2 separate regions of the Cricetulus griseus genome follow, and region 1 is linked to region 2. The links are chromatin contacts, called in public Hi-C maps. All regions are on one chromosome and are shown on one strand. Each heading gives the region's core, a stretch centred on a gene start, on an enhancer-like site or on the middle of the called end of the contact. The rest is flanking DNA. Distances are from core to core; before and after follow the strand shown. Region 1 overlaps Myo1e (unconventional myosin-Ie). Region 2 holds the start of Myo1e (unconventional myosin-Ie).

The links. A called contact is a pair of places that touch in the nucleus more often than the background predicts.
Region 1: a Hi-C map of fibroblasts shows a contact between it and region 2, with 2.5 times the contacts expected there. The contact joins the enhancer-like site here to the promoter of Myo1e in region 2. A contact is called at or near these places in 3 of 8 Hi-C or Micro-C datasets (the CHO-K1 cell line and fibroblasts).

What each region holds. Positions count from the first base shown.
Region 1 is chr4:181,814,498-181,820,583 of CriGri-PICRH-1.0, forward strand. All of the region lies in intron 1 of Myo1e (unconventional myosin-Ie), which reads left to right. Among named protein-coding and RNA genes, the nearest start is that of Myo1e, 68 kb to the left of the region's middle. Within about 2 kb of position 3,689, at least 2 of the 6 cell types and tissues checked have open chromatin away from gene starts, as enhancers often do. A contact at or near this core is called in the CHO-K1 cell line and fibroblasts, where this site is marked.
Region 2 is chr4:181,745,286-181,751,038 of CriGri-PICRH-1.0, forward strand. Myo1e (unconventional myosin-Ie) reads left to right here and starts at 4,014. Exons shown (of 28, transcript XM_027411241.2): 1 at 4,014-4,378. The coding sequence starts at 4,376.

The sequences.
Region 1 (6,086 bases), core at 2,439-4,938, 69 kb after region 2:
AGGCTGAGACCTGGTGTCAAAGAAGGATGCCCAGAGCTCTGGCTTCCCAGCGACTAGTACCCTCTGAGGCTAATCAGGGTGTGTTGGAAACGTCCCTTTGCTTAGAGAGCCTCAAGGTCTGTTACAGGCCCAACTGCAAATTCTAACTCCCTCCCTCCCTCTCCCTCCCTCTCTCTCTCTCTCTCTCTCTCTCTCTCTCTCTCTCTCTCTCCTCTCTCACACACACACACCACACACACACACACGTGCGGGGGCGCGAGCACACACTACACGAACGAAAATTATCTTTTTTTTTTTTTTTTTTTTTTTTTTTTTTTGGTTTTTCGAGACAGGGTTTCTCTGTGTAGCTTTGGAGCCTATCCTGGCACTCACTCTGGAGACCAGGCTGGCCTCAAACTCACAGAGATCCGCCTGCCTCTGCCTCCCGAGTGCTGGGATTAAAGGCGTGTGCCACCAATGCCCAGCTTGAAAATTAATCTTTGATAAATAAAATACAGTGTGCCAAACCCCTCACTTAGTCTCGGTACATAGATGGGGCTCACAAGTAGCTGCACACCTGGAAGTGACACAGGTCACTTTCTTGGTGTGTCACCGAGTACAGTAAGAAATAAGTAACAATAACCAGAAGTTTGCTCACAGGGAGATTTCTCCACAGTTGTAAGAGTTTCTTGGTATGACTCATCTGTGGCCCGTAATCACATCAGCCATGGTCAGCTCACATTTCATTTTCAATTTTAGTGATCCCAGCAGGAGAAAGTAAATATCGGAAGGATCAGAGTGAAATTCCATGGCCAGAGGTCTCAAGGTAGACGCTTGCTTCCTGATCTCTGGGGACCGTCCCCTACTTTTCTTCTTTATCCATCGTATTGCTGTGTGTTTTTTAAAGGCAATGTCCACGCTTCCCTGCCCCCGGCTTACAACCAGGTCCATGGAGGCTGAAGTTACCGGGAAAGTGTTCCCCAGAGTGGGACTGTGGCATGAGTGTGGTCACCCACTGAAAGGATGTATTAGGATGTATTTACTACCTGCCTATCTTCTCACTAACAAACTAGGAAGGAGCTGGGGGAGGGAGGAGCTGGGGTGGATATGATGTGAGGTGATACCTTATTCAAAAAAAGAAAACCAACTAGGAAGAAGCTGGTTGTGCTAACCCTGCCATTGATCCCAGCCCCCAGGAGGCAGAGCCAGGTAGATCTCTGAGTTCAAAGGCAGTCTGGTCTATGTGGAGAGTTCCAGGGTATCCCTGTTCATCACTACTAATGCAAGCTTGCCTCAAAAAACAAACTAGAAAGATATTAAGCTCCCCTGGTCCTTGCTATGTGGATGGGCACCAGAGTTCTTATCCAATCTGACTGCCATGGAGGCAGGATTCACCGAGAGTGGGGTAGTGAGATGGCTCGGCAGGTAAAGACACCTACTGCCAAGCCTGGAGATCTGAGCTGGAGCCCCAAGACCACATGGCAGAAACAGAGAATGGATTCCCACATGCATACCCACACACAAACATGCGCATGCACACAAATGAATACTAATGTTTCATTGGAGAGGCTAAAAATGTTTAATTGCATAGACTCAGTTGGTCATGGTAAACATCCAAAATAGAATCTACTTTTCTCTAGGGCCTTTGCGATGATTATACAGTCAAAATTTTAAAGATTAAGAGCCACCTGCACTACAGGTTTGTTAGCGAAGACAAGAACAGAGAGCCACCCAGGGCTGGGCTGAGAGTTGGAAGACCCAAGTCTTGATTCCTCCAGGAATGATTCTGTGGGCCTGATGGGTCATCTCAGCAACCCAGGTCCCTCATCTGTGAAGAGAGCATCAGACTGGTCAGCTAACAGAGACGGCACTTTCTTAGTGGAGTCAAAATCCTTCAATCCCAGCACTCAGGAGCCAGAAACAGGTGGATCTCTGAGTTTGAGGCCACCCTTGTCTACAGAATGAGTTCCAAAACAGCCAGGGCTATGCAGAGAAACCTTGTCTTAGGGGTGGAGAGGGAGTAGGGTTTGGAATACGAATGTGTAAATATTCTGGGAGCCATGGGAGATGGCTCAGTTGGTGAATTAATTGCCAAACAAGTATGTGGGCCTGAGTTTGGTCCTTAACACCCACATAAAAAGCCAGGTAGGTGGGACACAACTATGATCTCAACATTAGGGATGTGGGAAAGGAGGATCCCTGGGACTTTCTTGCCAGGCAATGTAACCTAATCGTGAGGCCCTGGCTTCAATGAGAGAGACCCTGCCTCCAAAAACAAGGCAATAGCTCGTGAGGAATGACATGAGAGGTTGACCTCTGGCCTTGGCGAGCACACACTTATCACATACGCACCTGCTTATGTGCATACACACACAATGTTCTGCCCCAGGCTGGTGGTATAATTGGGTTCTGAGAAAGCATGCCTAGCATGCCTGAAGCTTTGGGTTCAATCCCCAGCAGGACAGAAACAAGGCATGGTGCCTGTACGGTGGAGACAGAAGAGATTGCATAACCTGCCCCCCGGCTGTTTTTTACCGTAGATATTGAATCGGTCAGCTCTCTTCAGAGTGTTTAGCTGCAGGGTTGCTCTGGCTTCTGTAGTTAGAGCCCTTCTTCCTCAGAGAGGATGTTCTCTCTCCTCTGCCCAAGAATTCACACCTCCCTTTGCAGTTTGGGTTTGAAAACGTGTGTATTTGCCTCCACTCAAACCTGGATACCAGTGTGTGGCCACCACAGAAGTCACACTGTTCCAGATTAGCTCACTCAGAATTCAGGATTGGCTCACCAGGCCAGATCATCCACATCGGTGTTCTTGTATAGCCACTACCAGAACTTGCTCACTGAATTGGGAGAGCGTGTGTCTACAGATGTGCCTTGTAGTGGTTAGCATCCTGGACACTGAATTGGGGTGTGTGTGCATAGCAAGAGCCTCTTTGGAATTCTTCAAGGAGGAGTGGGAGCCGGGCGTTGGTGGCGCACGCCTTTAATCCCAGCACTCGGGAGGCAGAGGTAGGCAGATCTCTGTGAGTTCGAGACCAGCCTGGTCTACAAGAGCTAGTTCCAGGACAGCCTCCAAAGCCACAGAGAAACCCTGTCTCGGAAAAAAAAAAAAAAGGAGGAGTGGGTCTCTGCTTGTTGCTCCACAGGCCCCTCAGCCCTCTCCATCCTTGGCCATTGCACACTGGACTTGCAATTTGGGTTTGGCTCCTGTGAGATAGCCGTTTGCCTTTGGGTCTACACTGGGCTTTTTGTTCCATCATCAAGCTCATTCTTGTCATTTCTTGTCCCCCTCCCCCCATTACCTCTTCAAAATTCCTTGAGCCCCAAGCCTGGTTTTATTCCATCTCTCAAGTCCAGGGTGTGAGTCATGAGTGGAAAAGGCAGGGAAGGTCGTGAATCCCTTATGGAGGGAGAGAAAGAGCTTGCCCATGGCCCCTGATGACACTAATCTGAATCATTGACTTCCTGGCTACTTTGGTGGCTTCCTTCATTTCTGCTGCCTGGTCAGCCAGCACCTCTGTGGTTCAGGATCTGGTAAACCCTTTCCCCTAGCACCTGAAGGGCTCTGAGAATAATTCCTTTATATTTTTGTTTCTCTAAAGGAATGTGTTTCCTGGGGTACAGGTCAAGCAATCTGAGGAGCCCTCCATTCCCCTGTCAGAAACAGGGATTGCTCGCTCCTGGCTTTGGTTTAGCATGAGTGAGTCAGTGGTGCCCAGATATAGCTTTGTCCTTCAGCTTATTGTGCCACTACAAAAGCTTCCTTCACTCCCAGAGGCTGGGGGTCAGTTAGCACATCCTGTCACAGCACCCCCAAGTGGCCAGTGATATAGCAACACTTCACCATTTTAAACCTTTTCTCTTTTCTTCTTCTTGTTTTTTTAAGAATTGAATACATATTGTATTTACACCCTTTCTACCTTTCTTTCCCCTAACCCAATTCCCCCATACCCCACCCACTCCCTCTCAAATTCCAAATCTTTTCTTCTTTAATTACTGTTGTTACACACACACACACACACACAGAGAGAGAGAGAGAGAGAGAGAGAGAGAGAGAGAGAGAGAGAGAGAGAGAGAGAGGGAGGGAGGGAGGGGGAGGGAGAGAGAGAGAGAGAGAGAGAGAGAGAGAGAGAGAGAGAGAGAGAGAGATTGTCCTTAAAGAAAACTGATTCTCCCTCTCCCAGTAACCTTGATTGCCAGAAGCTCTCTATCTCGGTCTGGGGCCTTGTGAGATTTCTCCTATCCTCATCGGCATGTCAGCTGGTGTGGCCATGAAGCAGGTCTTGTTTAGGCAACCTTGTTATTGAGATTTCATGCATTTTCCTGTCATGTCTAGGAAGCACTGTATCCCAGCAGGCATCCTGATCTGCCCGCTTTCACCAATATTCCACTCCGTTTCCTGAGAGATTTTGTGAGCTTTGGATGTGTTGTAGATGTACTAATTGGATCCCGGCACCCCATGGTTTGTGTTCTTTTAGTGTTCCATGTTAGCTTTTAAAAACTACAGGCAGGATTAAGGAGATTGCTTGGTTGGTAAAATGCTTGCTGTGAAAACAGGAGAACCTGAGTACAGATCCCAGCATCTACATACAGTCAGTATGCTGCTACCTTATAATCCCAGCAGTGGGGAAGTGGGGACAGGAGGGTCCCTGAGCCTTGCTTGCTGGTCAGTTCGTCTAACTATTCTGTAAGCGCCAGGTTCAGTGAGCAACCCTGCCTCAAAGAATAAGGTGGAGAGTGGTCAAGAGTGACATCGTCTTCCACAATGTATATCTGAACCCCCATATATATGTGTGTGTCTGTGTGTATTCATATATTAATATATATAACATTCCCATATATTCACATGCACCACATATATATTATGTTTTGTGTGTGTATATATATATATACACACACATATATATATATTATATATATATATATACAAATACGTGCACAATACACACACACACACACACACACACACACACCACACACACACATATATATATATTATATATATATATATATATATATATTCAAAACATGGGCAAGAAAACAATCCCAGCACACCTCTAAAAGCTCTTTTCTAAATTGAATCCTCACTGATATACATTCACACAGTTAAGTTTTCAGAAAAATAAAAGAATATACAGAAATATATTTTACAGTCAGTATAGAAGAGAAAACGTGAGTGGAAAGAGAGAGAACATATGTGTGTGATGACTTTGAACTTCGGATCCCCCTGCCTTCGTCTCCCAAGTATGGGATGTGCCAGTATGTTATCTATCAATCAAGTTCATGTACCATCACACTTGGTTTATGTGGTGCTTGGGGTCTAACCCAGGGCTGTGTGCATGCTAGACAGGTACTCCACCAACTAAGCTATATGCCCAGCACCAGGAGATTTTTTTTGGTTAGACTGAGATGTACTCTCCTGGTAGATCATTTCTCTCAGAATAGCATTAAATTTAGGGACTGCTAAAGTCAGAGTTCATCTAGAAATTGTTCAGTTACCTTCTGGTTTTGTTTCTGTTTCAGTCAGTGGCATGAACAAGAGCCATGAGAGCTGTTCTCCTAGCCAGTTTGCCTGCCTGATGACTTTGGCCTCTTCAGTCAATTAGAGAAACTTAACTCCATGACTGTATTTGCCTCAGAGATGATCCATATCTAACCAAGGATTAGGACAGGGTGAAGTGGCGCTTTGCTTTGTGACTTTGTTAATGACAGTCTTGTCAATGAGGTGCCCAACCTAAGTCATATAGGGTTTCTTCATTGTGAAAAGTAAAATTCTGTGAAACTGGCCTTGCCCGAGGGAATGTGAAAGTGAGAGCTTGTGCTTCCAGCCTGCCGATTGATCGATCGAACTGTGTGATCCACTCAACTGAGACCTTTGTACTTGAATGCAGGGATGGTAGGGCATTTCCTTCAAGGACTATGCCTGATGAGCACTACTCTAGAGCCCCAGCTGTGGAGAGAGCCTGCTATTGGATGATTGGTTCATCACTAGTCTGATTAAATGATCACACTTGCCACATGAGCCAATTTCAACCATTCAGTCCATGTTCTACAGCTCGAAATGCATTTCCCTCACTAAAGTCAGACTATTACCCTTAGCTGGACTG
Region 2 (5,753 bases), core at 2,764-5,263:
ATTGCTCAAACATAGACAGTTATGTATACTATAGGCTGCAGGGATAGCTAAGTTGGGAGAGCGATTGCCAGCATGTACAAGGTCCTAAATTCCATCACTAGCACCACATAAACTAGGTGTACTGGTGCACACCTGTAATCTGGCTCTTGGAAGGTAAAGGTAGGAGGATCAGAAGTTCAAGATCATCCTGGGTTATATAGGCAAGTGTGGGGCCAGCCTGGGTTTCATGAGACCTTGTCTCAAGAAAACAAAACAAAACAAAATCTAGAAAAGGATTATGTTCATAAAATCATGAAAAAGTTATCTTTGGGGGTACATTCTCATACCAGTCCTGACTACTTAGGATATTTAGTATAAATAAAGCTCTCTTTGTGTTTGTTTGTTTTCCTCTTAAGAGTTTTGGGTTTTTTTTAAGATTTTATTTATTTATTATGTATACAACATTCTGCTTCCATGTATATCTGCACACCAGAAGAGGGCACCAGATCTCATAACGGATGGTTGTGAGCCACCATGTGGTTGCTGGGAATTGAACTCAGGACCTCTGGAAGAGCAGTCAGTGCTCTTAACCTCTGAGCCATCTCTCCAGCCCCCTCTTAAGAGTTTTGAACAGCCCAGGCTGGCTTTAAATTCACTGTGTAGCTGAGGATGACCTTTAACTCCTTTAATTTCTGCCTCCACAACCCAAATGCTAGAATAATGGACCACTTCACACAGTTTATGATGTGCTGGGACTTGAACCCAGGGCTCCGTGTGTGCTAGGCAGATTCTCCATTCATTGAGCTATATCCATCCCTAGCCCCTAAAATATTTTAAAAGTGCTTTTAAAATACCGTCTCCCTTAGTGAGGGGAAAAAAAACCCTCTCAAATAATTTTAAAATTAACGATTAGTCTCAAGGCAGGGGTTTTGTTTGTTTGTTTGTTTGATTTCTGATTTAGTTTTTCAAGACAGGGTTTCTCTGTGTGGCCCTGGCTGTTCTGGAACTTACTTTGTACCCCAGGCTGGCCTTGAACTCATAGAGATCCACCTGCCTCTACCTCTTGAGTGCTGGTATTAAAGGTGTGTGCCACCACTGCCTGGCTTCAAGGCAGGTTTTTTGTTTGTTTTGTTTTGTTTTGTTTTGTTTTGTTTTGTTTTGAGACAGGGTTTCTCTGTGGCTTTGGAGGTTGTCCTGGAACTAGCTCTTGTAGACCAGGCTGGCCTCGAACTCACAGAGCTTTGCCTGCCTCTGCCTCCCGAGTGCTGGGATTAAAGGCATGCTCCACCAACGCCTGGCCAGGTGGCAGTTTTTAATATATCCTAAATTAGTAGACTACTGATAAGTTTTGCCCCAGTATCAATACAGGAGAATTTTGGGGTTCAAAAACAGCCTGGGCTATACAGAGATCTTATTGAGAGAGAGAAAGTGGGGGGGAGAGGATTGATTTTCAGCATCCTACTGTACTCGGCCCACAGGCAGGATAGTATCTTAAACATGTGTCATTGTTTTGGACCTAAAACCTGATGTTCCTTGTGCTGTTTGTAAGCTCAGCTTTCCCCTTTGGCAATCTCTGTTCCTGAGTTCTTAAAATGCCTTATAGAACTTGAAGGAGGCACACCCCTGTGACATAAGGAAGCAGGTCTGGGCACACAGAGGTCATACCTGGTGTGTCAAGTCTTGGTAGGCTCTGAGCTGTTTCCTGTCGACGTCATCCTGAGCGTGTGGCCATTCCTTGTGCAAACCTTCTGTCACTCCCTCTTCTTTTCATTTTCACTTCTAATTAATTTGTTTGGTTTTGTCTCAATAGGTCTCACTCCCACCCAGGCTGACCTGGACCTCCTGGGCTGAAGCAATCCTCCTGCCTCAGCTTCCAGAATATTTGGGACTACAGGTGTGAACCACTATCCCCTGCTCTTGTTTTGTATGTGTATGTGGGGGTGGGCATGTGGATATGCATGTAGAAGCCAGAGCCATTTACTCTTTTTTTTTTTTAAAGATTTTATTTTATTTATTATGTATACAACATTCTGCTTCCATGTATATCTGCACACCAGAAGAGGGCACCGGGTCTCATAGAGAATGGTTGTGAGCCACCATGTGGTTGCTGGGACTTGAACTCGGGACCTTTTGGAAGAGCAGTCAGTGCTCTTAACCTCCAAGCCATCTCTCCAGCCCTCTTTTTTTTTTTAAGATTTAAATTACTTTATTTTATTGTTCTGTGTAGGATTGTTTTGACTGCATGGATATATGTGTGTCACATGCACACAGTGCTCCAAAAGAAAGGTCAGAAGAGGTTGTCAAATGTCCTGGGACCAGTGTTACAATGGTTTTGAGCCACCACATGGGTCCTTTGGAAAATCAGCCAGTGATCTTAACCACTGAGCCATCCCTTTAGCATCCCCCCCCCCTTGCCTGTTTTTAAAATTTTTTTCTGAGATAGTCTTTTTCATTGGCCTGGAACTCATCGAGTAGGCTAGGATGTCTGGCCAATGAGCCAAACACGTTTTGGCCTCCCCAGCATCCCAGGACACCTTGCTTTTTTTCTTTTTCTTTTTCTTTTTTTTTTTTTTACATTGGTTTTAGGGATCTAACTCAGGTCCTCACACTGGCAAAGTAGGTAGGTCCTCCAACTCCAGGTGATCCACTCCCAACTATTGCCTGTTCTTAGGCCAAACCATAAAGCCAGCAAAGTCTGGGGTAGCTGTGCCTCTAGCGTCTGGATTATCTCCTATGGAAGGAATTCAATACTTTGCTGCCCTAACAGTGGGAATAGTTAACAAAGTTTCAAACAACAGGAGTATCTTTCAAATTGGTGTGAGATAGCTCAGTGGATAACGGCACTTGCTGGCTTGCTGCCGAGCCTGACCACCTGAGTTCAATCCCTGGGACCCACATGGAGAAGGGGAGAATCAGCTCTCACAAGTTATTCTATGAATACCACACACGTTCAGAGGCATGTGTGCACCCCTTTATCTTAAGAATTGATGTAATGATGTAATTCGCATGCCCTAAGATTCTTGCGTTAAAATGTATACTCCAATAGTTTTGGGTATAGTCACAGTTTTCCCACCATCATTAGTACCTCTGGAGTATCTTTGGACCACCTCTTCCCCAGACAAAGCTCCTTTGTTCCTTGAGCAGTCACTCCACACTCCATCCTCCCCCCCACAAGAAGCCAAGATCTGCTACTCTGCAGTGCTCCCCACCTACAACTGTCACACACATGGAATTGTGCTTTGTGAACTTTGGCCCTGACCTTTCACATAAGTGGCTTTCCCAGGTCCTTCTCTCTAGCAGGGTGTATCAGCATTTGCTCCCTTTCCTGGCTTGATCATAGTCCTCTGTAGGTATGCACTACTTTAAAACAAACAAACAGCAAAACCCTTCCTAGCCAAGATGATTTTTACTATCGCAACTCTGGGGTCCTAGATTCGTATGAAGGGTGACGATCAAATCTCAAGATTTTCTGTGCCCTGGAATTTACAGGCTTTTCTTTCTCGGACACTGGGAACGCAGACCCGTGGTGGCTCTGAGAGTTTACTTCCTCAGCTCACCCCTACACAAGGCACCAGGCTCCCTAATCCCGTTTAGGAATCTGCGTCCCCTTCTCTCTCCAGGCTACCTGGTTTCCTGAAACCGGACACCGCAGAGGACAGAGCTCTTTCTATTCTTGTTTCCCAAGGAAATTAATTCAGGTATAAAGGACGGGTGGAGGAAATACTTTCGACTTTCCTTAGAATCCAGAAAGGGAAAAAAAAAAAAAAAAAAAAAAAAAAAAAAAAAAGGGATTGCTTGGCTCGACGCAATTCTTTAAAAAAAAAAAAAAAAATTCAAAAAAAATCGAAACACTCCTCGCTAACTAAGTAAAGGGAGACACGACACCAGACACGTTTTTCTGTTGATCCAGAGTCCTTTGGAAACTTGTAGTTCCACGCTTGTTGGTTATCTCGGCTTCCCCGAGGAGTGACGCTGCGAAAACAAACTCTGATTGGTCAGGTCTGTGCTGAATTCTCCATTTATGGACAGATTGCCCGGCCCGAGCACAGGCTGAGCCAGAGAAGAGTTTGGATTAAGTGTTAGGAGAAAGACGGTCCAGGCAGGGCAGCTGGACAGGCAGTCCGGCGGAGCGCATCGGGTGCATCTCTAGACAGTTGGGGATCGTCAGATCCGAGTGCGCACCAGATTTGCTAAGTCTTGCCTCACCTAACGTCTTGGATCCCGCCTGGATGGAGTCCCATCTGGGTTTCCATTGGCTCCTGTGAGTGCTTGGGTGTCTGGAGCTTGTTTTTTGGCCAAGGGAACCAACTTTTGAAGTTCGCCCAGGAGACCGCGTTCCAGTCCCAGTGTCCAGGCAGCCGGACCCGGCGGAGGCGTGACTGCGGCGGGAGTCACCATGGTGAGTTGGCTGCGCCGCGTCCCAGGACGCCTGACCCTGGGATGGGGCAGGAAGCCCCGGAGCGCCGGCACCTACCTTGGGCAAGCTGCCCAGGCAGGGGGTGGAGAAGGTGGACCCGGGAGTGTGCACTTCTGAAACGCCGATTTCCTGCTGTTTGCTGTAAACCGGGTCTTGGCCGGGAAGAGCGACCGAGGCGGGCAAAGAAAACTCAGAAGTGGCTTTCTGCGCCGGCAAAGTTTTGGTGGCAATGTTGCTGTGGCTGCCAGCTGTCGGAAGCCAGGGCGTGAGCACATCTGTTTTCACCGACACAGCCATGGGACCGGGGACCCTTTTCTCCTTCAGGGAAGGTGGGGGACACGCTTGTGTCCCTCGGGCCCCCCTCCCCTGGGCGGGCACCAGCCTGAGTTCCCTGGCAGGCTGATCCTGCAGCTGTCCCCCTGGCATCAGGGAGGACTCGGGCAGTCCCGCCTGCACTGGTGATGGGCCGCGCGCTGCACAAAGGCAGGCGGGGGCACCAGGTACGGCGGAGCACCTGGCAGTGGCCGGGACTGCAGGGACCCTGTGACGATGGCGCACAGCGGCAGCCACACTGGCCGGGAGCCCAGACCCGTAGGGTCCTTGTGTGGGGTAAACACCTCCAGCCTCGGGCCCCACCCGGTGCCCAGCTCGAGAGGACCTCCACTCTGCTTCACACACCACAAGTCCCCGAGAGCGTCCCTGGTTTTGTTCTTTCACGCTTCGCATTTGGGGAAGTGTATGGCACGGGCTGCCTCTCTAACTTTAACTTTGAGATTTTTGTCGCTACCCGGAGGAGTCCCCAGCCCAGCCACTCTCCTCTCTCAGTTCCAATAACCTTAGCCACATCCCCTGGGCTTTGCTGTGGTGTAGTTTTACTTCAGAAGGACAAAAGCATAGATTGTATTTTGGAGAGATTGCCAGTTCACGAGGACCAAAAGAAGAAAAAAAAGAAAACTTTTATTTTTAAACTTGAAGTTCTAAAAGTCTTCAAAGTTTCCACACTTGCTTCTCGGTGGAGGAACTTGTCCTCCTGGCTTTGTCGTTGTTTACTGGCCATGAGGGTGAAGCTTACTAAAAAAGATGCCTAGCATAGCTCTCGCTTGGGAAATCTGTATCCCAGATCCCAGCGCCAAGCATCCGAGGCACAGGCTGGGCAGAGCCCACATGTAGTGTGTACACGGCCCCTGCCCCTTCGCTGTTAATTCAAAAGGACGATTTAAAACAAACGAAACCTTTAAAAGGCATCCTGGCCACAAGCTTTTACTTTTTACATAGTTCAAAAATTATGTCACCTTTGTCCCCCAGAGAGAATACTTCATTTATAAATATGCTTCCTCCTTCAGTTTTGAGGTTTCAG